2 separate regions of the Mus musculus genome follow, and region 1 is linked to region 2. A link is a contact called in public HiChIP or PLAC-seq data. All regions are on one chromosome and are shown on one strand. Each heading gives the region's core, a stretch centred on a gene start, on an enhancer-like site or on the middle of the called end of the contact. The rest is flanking DNA. Distances are from core to core; before and after follow the strand shown. Region 1 overlaps Tent2 (terminal nucleotidyltransferase 2). Region 2 has its middle 30 kb from the start of Gm41018.

What was found. HiChIP or PLAC-seq counts read pairs in DNA pulled down with a chosen protein or histone mark.
Region 1: a contact with region 2 is called in an H3K27ac HiChIP or PLAC-seq map of large pre-B cells, with 2.6 times the contacts expected there. The contact joins two enhancer-like sites. A contact is called at or near these places in 4 of 39 promoter capture datasets (the C10 cell line, hippocampal neurons and pre-B cells) and 4 of 115 datasets of contacts at active chromatin or transcription factors (embryonic stem cells, large pre-B cells and thymic regulatory T cells).

What each region holds. Positions count from the first base shown.
Region 1 is chr13:93,177,256-93,182,128 of GRCm38.p6, forward strand. All of the region lies in intron 4 of Tent2 (terminal nucleotidyltransferase 2), which reads right to left. Among named protein-coding and RNA genes, the nearest start is that of Tent2, 13 kb to the right of the region's middle. Within about 2 kb of position 3,281, at least 9 of the 459 cell types and tissues checked have an H3K27ac peak or open chromatin away from gene starts, as enhancers often do.
Region 2 is chr13:92,734,737-92,739,594 of GRCm38.p6, forward strand. No RefSeq gene overlaps it. Among named protein-coding and RNA genes, the nearest start is that of Gm41018, 30 kb to the left of the region's middle. Within about 2 kb of position 2,340, at least 58 of the 459 cell types and tissues checked have an H3K27ac peak or open chromatin away from gene starts, as enhancers often do.

The sequences.
Region 1 (4,873 bases), core at 2,031-4,530, 440 kb after region 2:
ACCCTGTCTCAAAGAAAAAAGGGAAAAACCTAAGAAAATTAAAAATACCAGATTCAATTCTTCATCTTGCTAAGACTTACAAATTAATATTACTGAAGGAAATCTCACCTATTTCCTTCTTGCTATGTTCAAATCTATTCCCTCTACCAATACTTTTATATCCAATCCTGCTGTGCCTCAGGAGCACAAGCAACTCTATCAATTCTCAATCTCTTTTGTTCTTCAGCTTCTCCTTCTTTGGCCTCCCCATAGTCTATTTATAACCAGCCAAAAGTCTCATTTAAGATTTGTTTTTAATATCATATTCAGAGAGCTGCTGACAACTTGACCATGAAACTGCCATGATTTTTTTTTTTTTAAATCTGTAAATACTTGCCCCACAAAAAGAGACAGAACAACCAGGAGAATAAAGTAGATTAAACTAAACCAAAACCAAACACTGGCAACAAATACACATAAACCACTGAGTATCCTCCATGAACCCTTTCTGACCTGTAAAGGTCAAACTCTAACACCAGATTGCCACAGTATCAAAACAGTGAATAGGAGAAAGGGAAACAGAGCTAGGACAGCCCTTGAATCCAATACTCAGAGATCAAATGGTCTCTAGCTACTACTGCTTTTTGCTTCTTTCCCTCCAAACTGAAGGTTCACTGTTGATGTAGAATACAATTGATGTAGTATACAATTCTAGTAGAAACCTTCTCAAGCTATAATTTAAAAGCAAATGCAAGCAGTCCTTTGAAAGTTCAAAGACTTTAAAGGAAAGTCCCTTGTATAACAAGCAAAAAATTGTCAGGCACTGAAATCTAAACAGAGCAAAGCCATGAGAAACAGAGGAAAGGTCTAGAATGATTCTGACTACTGAAGGTATTTGATAATGTTTGGAAACTATTTTGGTTACCATAACCGGGGCAGAGTTATGTAACTAGCCTCAAAAGACAAGGGATACAACTAACCATCCTACAGGACATAAGGTTACCTGTCCCCTGGGAATATCTGGTCTAAAGCATCAGTGATAGAAAAGTCAAAGTTCCTGCTCTAGACAAAGAAGTGAAACAGAGACAGAGCCTGGAGCTGTGAGGCCGACCTGCCCAACTTTCTCCATCTCAAAGCAGCACAGAAGTAGCCATCTTAATCAAACACACACACACACACACACACACACATTGATTGAGAGAGATAGAGAGAGAGAGAGAGAGAGAGAGAGAAAGGGGGTGCGGAAAGAGAAGAGAGAGAACTAAAATCTCAGGAAGAAAAGGAATAAAATTGAAAAGAATTAAAAAAAAAAAAGAGGTTTGAAAATAATACCTGAAAAAGAGTGAAATAATTTCCATAATGTTTTTCTAAGAAAAGAATGAGCAGAGAAACATTGCTACGATAAAGCACATTTCCATGGAGACATGAGGACATTTTAACATATTTTTAAAGGCCTTTTCTCATTTTAACTCATTGGGAAGATAACAATTTAAATCATACATATGAACACTAAAAATTTTATTTTAGAAAAAATTTATGACAGCAGCAAAGTACATGAAATTATTGATAAATCTATTTTTCAAAAGTTATGTAGAACATATAGACTGGAATTCACAAATACTGACATGAGAGACATCTAAATATGTGAGAAGTAAGCCTGGTATGCTCAAGGGCTGTCCTCCCAGCACTTGGGAGCTAGAGGCAGAAGTGATATGAGTTTGAGGTCAGTAGGATCTACAGAGCGATTCCCTATCTCAAAACAAAAATAAAAATATAGCATACTAACAAACTACTGGTAAATATATCAATTCTCGAGAGGATATGTAGAGTCAATATAATAATTTTTTTAAAAGCAGAAGGCTTCTTTCTAGAAATTAGAAAATGTGTGTTTTGGAAAAGTGAAAGATCAAGAATAGTCGGAGGAGAAAAAAAAGAAGTAAATATATGTTCATGACTAACACATGACAACCAGAAGTTAACCCAAAACTAAAAAGAGGGAGAAGTATGGACTAAAGTAATTGGTCATAGGATATGATCAGTTGGCATATTATAATAATATAATATTGGAATGGTTAAAGCTGAGAGACTTACTAAGAGTACTGATTGCATCTTGGGTAGATAGTTTGCTATAACAAGAACATACAGGCACCCAAGTTTGTAATAAATTCAGTAAAAATGGCTAGTGTAAAAGTTTTAATATCACATAAAGATTAGATTTTATTTATCCTGAAGGCTGATAAATAGAACCCGCAGGCCAAATACAGCTTCCAGTCTGTAATATATGAACAAGTTAAATTATTTTCACATTTTATTAACTGGAGGGAAAAAAGCAAATAGCCCAAATAGCTTGACTGCTTAGAATATTTGTTATCTGGTCTTAAAAAAAAAAAAAAAAACCAACCAAGCAATGCTTGCTAACTGAAGTAGAGCAAGTAACCCCAGCCATCACAGTGGGTATAGAGTATCTGTTGCATAACACAATGAGGAAACTGCAACAACGCTGAAATGAAATTTACTGTGGTTATATGTGAGCCAAAATGGTGCATATTTGTAATCCCAGCACTCAGGAAGCGAAGGCTGGAGGGCTGTGAATTTGAAGCCACCCTGAGCCACAAAGCAAAGTCCTATCTATCCATAATCCTTGTGCACTATATCATATATCATTTCCCCTGCCATCTGTTACAACTTAATGCTGCAGTATCTCTTATCCAGATATATTAACAACCTAAGATGACAGTCCACCTTCAAGGCCACCTCATTCTAAACAACTCTGTTCTGCAAAAAATTATCATCCAAAAAATATAAATTCATAGTGTTATTTGATCTTTTCAAAAACTTTCAATGTCATTTGATTACACATTCAAGGACTCAAATCACTGCCTAATTAACTCACATTAAATATTGTATTCACTATACACTTTATAGGAGTAACATGTAATTGGTGATCACACTGCTAGCAACAATAGTCACTCAGTAAAATTATTAGTAATTACTGTCACAGATCATGTGATATTACAGCCGGGTCTCACAATGGGATCTCCCTATTTTTGACTCTAAGCACATTAAACTCCTCCTCTCTGCATCTCTAAAGACACGGGTCAAATCTTGGTCTTGACACTTAATAGGTAAGACTTCAAGCTAACTAGTTAACTTTCTGAACTTAATCAAATTTAGTACCATAGCTATATGCCACTAGGATGTTGAAAGAATAAATAGAACATGAGAACTATCAACAGTGCAGTGACACTGGTAAACAGCGGTCTCTTGGAAGAGTGAGCAGCATTTAAGCTAGGCATGATAGCACACACCTGTAATCTAAGCTTTCAGAAAGCAGAACCAGGAGGAGCATGAGTTCAAAGCCAGCTATGCTACACAGGGAGATCCTATCTCCAAAAATTGTCACTTACAAGAACAAACAGAAATGCTTTCCTTCTTTTTCTCACAAAAAGGCAAAAGTAAAGTTATCACTCAAAGAAATAGGTTCAACTACAAAATCTATCTTTACTTTTCTGGGGGAAACACCTTAATTCCAAAGATAGTACATTTGTGAGAAATTTTTCTATATGACTAAGCAAAACAGATATGGAATCTTATCTTATATGATTTATTAACAACTAAAATGAATTATACTTTATTAAATTTACAAATAATCAACATATTCCTAGGCTACATGTAAAAGTAAGTTCTTTGGTTTGCCCTATTAGCCTAATACAAACATAAATATATACAAAATGTATTCCAATATCTATGTATAATAAACCCATTTTTAAATGTCCTACTAGCATGCATACGTTTAAAATCCATATATAGTAACTACATTCAGAGAATTCACTGCATTTGCCTTATAACATAGGCTTTCACAATATGGATCAGGAGTTAAATTTATAAAGCAAAACAAAGAAAGAATGAAAGGATGAGGGAAAAGCAGCACAGCACCCCACGTTGGTATTTTCATTTTGCTTTCTCATCTTTCTCATTGTTTTTTGTTTACTTGTTCCTACTTCATAGTAAGGAAACTGGTGGCATAGAAGGGATAAAGTCTTGGGACAGATGAACCAACCATTGGAAAGCACAGATGGAGCCTACTTCCTACCATATATATAAATTAATTACAAATGGATCAAAGTCCTAAATATAAGGAATAAAAGTAAAAATTCTTAGAGCACATTCTAACACTCAAGAGAATTATGTGACTTCAAGGAAAGCCTGGTCTATTTATCAAGTTTCAGGCTAGCTAGAGCCACATAATAAGACACTGTTGGTAGATAGGTAGGTAGGTAGGTGGGTAGGTGGGTGGATGGTACATCGCGATCTTGTACCTCAATACGTGGGCATCAATATTCAAGATACTGTACTGAAAGATGGTTTCTGAGATTCAACACTAATAGCCAAAGAAATCAACCAAAGAAAAACTAATAAACTTAACTACCAAAAAATGAAGAATTTTTGTGCTTTAGAAGACATCAAAATAAATCTAAAAATACAATCACAGAAAGACAAAACATTTGCAAATCATCTATCTGGTAAGAGCTACTACTTAGAAATATAAAAATAATTCTTACAATTCAGTAATAAAAAGACAATCTACTAAAATCTGGACAAAGAATCTGAATGGACACCTCCTCCAAGGAACACACAAAAGTCCACCAAGTAAAAAATAAGATGCTAAGCCAAGCGGTGATGGCACACGCCTTTAATCCTAGCACATGGGAGGCATAGCCAGGTGGATTTCTGAGTTCAAGGCCAGCCTAGTCTACAAAGTGAGTTCCAGGACAGCCAGGGCTACACAGAGAAACCCTGTCTCAAAAAAACAAAAAAACAAAAAAACAATGCTTAGTATCACCATACATTAAGGAATGAAAACTGAAACCACTGTTATACCAGAAGGCTCCAA
Region 2 (4,858 bases), core at 1,090-3,589:
CAGCACCCATTACTTTCATAGCTACAACCAGAGTGATTGGAGAAGAAGGCGGTGCCCTTTTCTTGTGGAACTCAAGGGACTTCTGCCCAGCCATTCTGGGACAGACACTTTGCCTGGCCCAGGTGAGCTCTGTTCTGGGGACTGATCGCCTTGTGGGCCCTACCAGGATGATACTGAACCTTCTGTATCTGTAACCTGGTGAAGGTTCTCCTTAGCTCTTGTCTTCTTGGAGGAAAGAATTCTGCCAAGCGACAGTATAAGCAGAAGTCTGTTTAGCAAAGCAAAGGAAAGTATCCTCGAGAGAGGCTGAAGGACCCAAAGGATCTTAGCAGCCCACTTTGTGGATTTTAAAGAAATTTCTATGAATATTTATGAGATGGGTGTCAAGGTGGTCCCTTTTTGCTTTCCAAATGGGTTGGACCAGATCTATCTTTTAAGTCCATGATCCTCTTAAAAAGCCCCTGCCTGAGGTGAGAGCTAAAACCATAATGCTAATTATATTATGTAATTAGCTTGTCTTTTGAGAATGCAGACCCTTGGTTAGTATGCATGCAGTTATGGAGATGCCCTGGTTTTAGTTTCTGATACCACAGAAAGAACCTGGATGTTTAACCATCATAGGGGCACCACGATCCCCAGAGACCTCTTCCCTCATCCCCGAGTCTACCTCCCCGCCTGACTGGAAGCAGATGCTGAAACTCAGCTGTAACTTCTATCTTGTCTGTCCTTGTGGGCCCTGCTCACACTGAATGGCTCTCCCAGGTTTTACTGTCCACGGTTGCTTGTTATTTCTTGAATGCTTATGTTTTATCTTCTATAGTTTCTGTTGAATGCATTATTTTTGGCTACCATCATTCTCCAAAATTGTTACCTGACTTACTCTCTTAGATGCCGCCTCCTGCTTTTGTGATACAGGTGTACACTTGACATTTTTCAGAGCGTATTACATTATAGTTCTGTGTGTGTGTGTGTGTATGTGTGTGTCTGTGTGTGTGGGTGCTTGTGTGTGTCTCTCTGTGTGTGTATGTGTGTGTGTGTTTGTGTGTGTGTCTGTGTTTCTATCCATCTCTTTGTCTCCTCTGAGCTGCTTTTACTCTGATTGGTCTTTTAGGGAGATGTATGAAAAGAGCCTAGCAAGTCCCCAGAGACTCTCAGTCTGTCACTTCATAATTGACTGCCACTACTGTGTGTGTGTTCTTTGTCCTATCTGTCCACCTCCTAAGTTTATGTTAGTTCTTTTGGCTAAGCTGATTGGTGAATGTGTTTAATTCTACGTGCCCTGTTATTTTGCTGGCCTTTTAGTCCCTTTGCTCCTTCTAGCTTTTTCTTCTCTTTCTTCTCTCTCTGAGATAAGTTTGCTATACATTTTTTGGGGGTGTGGCTTTTATTTTCATTTTCTCTAAATAATTTATTTTATTTCATCTTATTTAAATAATTTCTTAAAACAAATCCCAACACCGAATTATCAGGTCAAAAGCGGGTTGGCATTTTCAATGCTGTACTGGGCTGGCAATTCCTTAATGACGTCATCGGGGGGAACAAATGAAGATGGCTGCCCAGCACTTGGCTTTGGAGTCTTGTCTCCATAGTTGTTTTAATTCCTTGTCGCTGAAAAACTCCCAGACATAAAAAAAGACCCTTAAAATCCCTTTGTGCAAAGGCAAAACCATCCTGTGTTAGCTGGGGTCCTTAGCTGAGATGGTTGACTTCCTGAGGTTGTATACAAAGTGTTGTGAGCATAAGCACGTTAGCCAGGAGAGGGGCCGTGGCTTTCATTACAGTCTTAGAAAGATTTGATCTAAAAAGAGTAAGTGGTCTGATAGACCATCCTACCTCTAACTAGAGAAGAGGGGTAGCAATAGTAAGACTGTGGTGGAAGACAGCCTCGCTCTGAAATCTCACTGCCTGCCCCACTTCTTCTCTCCCTGTGTGAGTCAGGGAAGGTCATTAATCCTCTGAGCTGCCTGTCAAGTGGGGATGGGCACATGAGTCGCTGTTTCAGAGTTCTCTCACTAACTAAAGGAATCACACAGGTCTGGCACTTTAATAGTCCCTGGCACTTATCAAGTGTTTAGCGAAACAATGCCCACTGTTAGAAATGTCTAAGACGTCCTACTTCAGGTAGAAGAGAGCTCCCTGTCACTTGAGGTGTCTGTAAAGCAGGTGACAACTGTTGGGAAGGCTCTGGGGCATGCGGTGGGGGGTTGTGAGTGGTGAGGGGGGAGTGGATCTCTGAGCTGGGAAGGGATTGGTTTTGGCAAGCTGAGCGTGCCTGTGAATTGTATCTGCCCTCTGGGCAGGTGGCACATGGTGAGCCTCGCAGACCTCAGTCAGCCAGCAGGCGTGACAGCTGTGCTCGATGAGATGGAAACGCACTTCTGTGTAAGAAGGCTGTTTGCAGAGCCTGTTCCTGGCAGCTTTCCTCAGTGTGCAGAAAAATAGGGTGGAACACCCAAGTATGGCCTCATCAGGGCGAGTAGGGGTGGGCAGATCATCTTTGCCACCATCCACTCATGTAGGGTGTGCAGAGCAGACACTGGCTGCCTGCTGTCCCTTGCTTCACTGGGACAGTACAGGAGAAGGAGGAAAAAGACAAGGCATTGGTCGCAGGCCAGGGCTATGTGTGAGGGGAGTGGGTTAAGCAAGGAAATGAATGACCCAGTATTGATATCACTTCCTTACTCCACAGTTAGCATTTACTTATCGAACGGCTATACCATCTTGATGGTTAAGTTTTAAGTATCAATTTATGAGGGATTGCTTAAATCAAAGTGGCCTGTGAGCATGCCTGTGGGGGGCTGATTTGACTACCAATGTTAACTATTTAGACACAGCCCACTGTGGGCAGTACAATCCCCTAGGCAGAGGGGGTCCTAGACTGTAGAGAAAGAGACTGAGCAAGTGTGCCTTTATTCTTTCTCTGCTCTTGCCTGTGGAAGAGACTGTGTGCATTGTTTTTTTGTTTGTTTGTTTGTTTTGTTTTGAAACAGGCCATTGCCTGGAACTCAGTCTTTCTGCCTCAAGCTCTTGTGTCCTGGAGCTGTGGGCATACATCACTACACTTGGCTGATGGGCTGCTTTTGTTGGGACAGTAAGGCCTGTGTTAAAGATAAGGATGTCTTTGTTTCAGAGAGATGCTGAAAAGTGTGTGTGTGTGTGTGTGTGTGTGTGTGTGAGAGAGAGAGAGAGAGAGAGAGAGAGAGAGAACTCAAATTTGAGATTCCACAAGTCTGGCTTAAGTAAAATCTGGGTGAGTAATTCACTTGTGACTAGCTCCCTCAGAAGCAGACCTTGAGATAAGGATTTGCCTGAAACTCCTTTAGGCGCAGTTGCTAGAGTACCTGCCTGGTATGCACTCAGGCCCTAGGTTTGAACCCCAGTGCTGCAGGAATCAGATAGAGTTGCTTTGTGTATCCCATCTTCAGTTCCTTGTGAGTTCAAGACCAGCTTGGGACTCATGGACTCCTGTCTCAAAATACGGTGAAGGTAACTTCATTACTTAGGATATAGAGGAACCTTACGTAGAGGATGAGGAGGAAGGAATTCTCCTGAGGGCGACTGGAGGTTAACCATGCTGAAGGCACGTAGAACACTTTCCACAAAGTTCCCCCCCACAAACCAGCTCTCTTTAGTTCTGTGGGGGACCATCCAAGGGCTTGTGCTTCTCTGGTACTTGAGCATACTACCTGCACTGGCTATTTTTATGTGACCTTGACACAAGTTAGAGTCATCAAAATTTAGGGAGCCTTAATTGAGGAAGTGCCTTCATAAGATCCAGTTGTCAGGCATCTCCTTAATTAGTGGTCTAAGGGGGAGGGTCCAGTCCATTATGGGTGGTGCCACTCCTGGGTTGGTAGCCCTGAGCTCTATAAGGAAGCAGGATGAGCAAGCTATGAAGAGCAAGCTACTAAGCAGCACACTTCCATGGCCTCTGCATCAGCTCCTGCCTCCAGGTTCCTGCCCTGGCTTCCTTCAGTAATGAACTATGACGTGGAAGCATAAGACAAATAAACCCTTTCCTTCCCATGTTGCTTTGGTCAGGGTGTTTCATCATAGCAACAGCAACCTTAACTAGGAGACTACCTGAGCAGGAAAGCCTAGAGATAGACAGTCTCGGATGCTGGTGGCAGGAGAGTTGCAGGCCACCAAAGCATCTGGGCTTTTGGAGGGTTGGGTGTGGCATGGGTCCCAGTGAGGCTTTCTGCAGCCTGATGGCTCGCAGGTGTCAGCTGTGGTGGTTTCTTGTTATGAAAAACATGTGAAGGAAACTTTGCAAGAGGAAGAGAGTGTCTTTTGCCTGGGGCTGTTGGACTGCAGGCCACAGACAGCTGGCTTTGTTATTTCTGAGAGGGCTGGGGGAGTGGAGAGTGGGGAGTTGGGGGTGAGATACACCCCTCACTGCAGCTGGGAGGCAGAGGGGAGCCCGCACTAGTGGACTTCCTGCCCACCTTTTTTCCCAGGCTGGGTCCCAGCCAGTTTGCTGCTGCCCAGGATTCAGGAGTATTTTGCCCCTTCATGGTCTCTAGAAAAACCCTCACTGACACTCTCAGAGCTATGTTTCATTAATCTAGGAGTTTCTTAACCGAGTTGATAATGCAGATTGACCATTACACTAGCCAAGTGTTTGCAGGCCAGACTGGGCTCCTAGAGCCTTCTGTGTCAACTCTTGTTTGCATACCTAGTAGATGTCTTTTCAAACTAGAGCATAACTATAGATACTGAAAGTATGGGTGTGGTACTTGAACCTGCCTCAGCCATCCAGGGTAGGTTCTCTACAAAAGGCTTTAATCCTTTCTGCATCACATGGGCCAGGAAGAGCTGTACCTCTGAGTGAGTTCCCCAAGTTTTAGATGTTTGC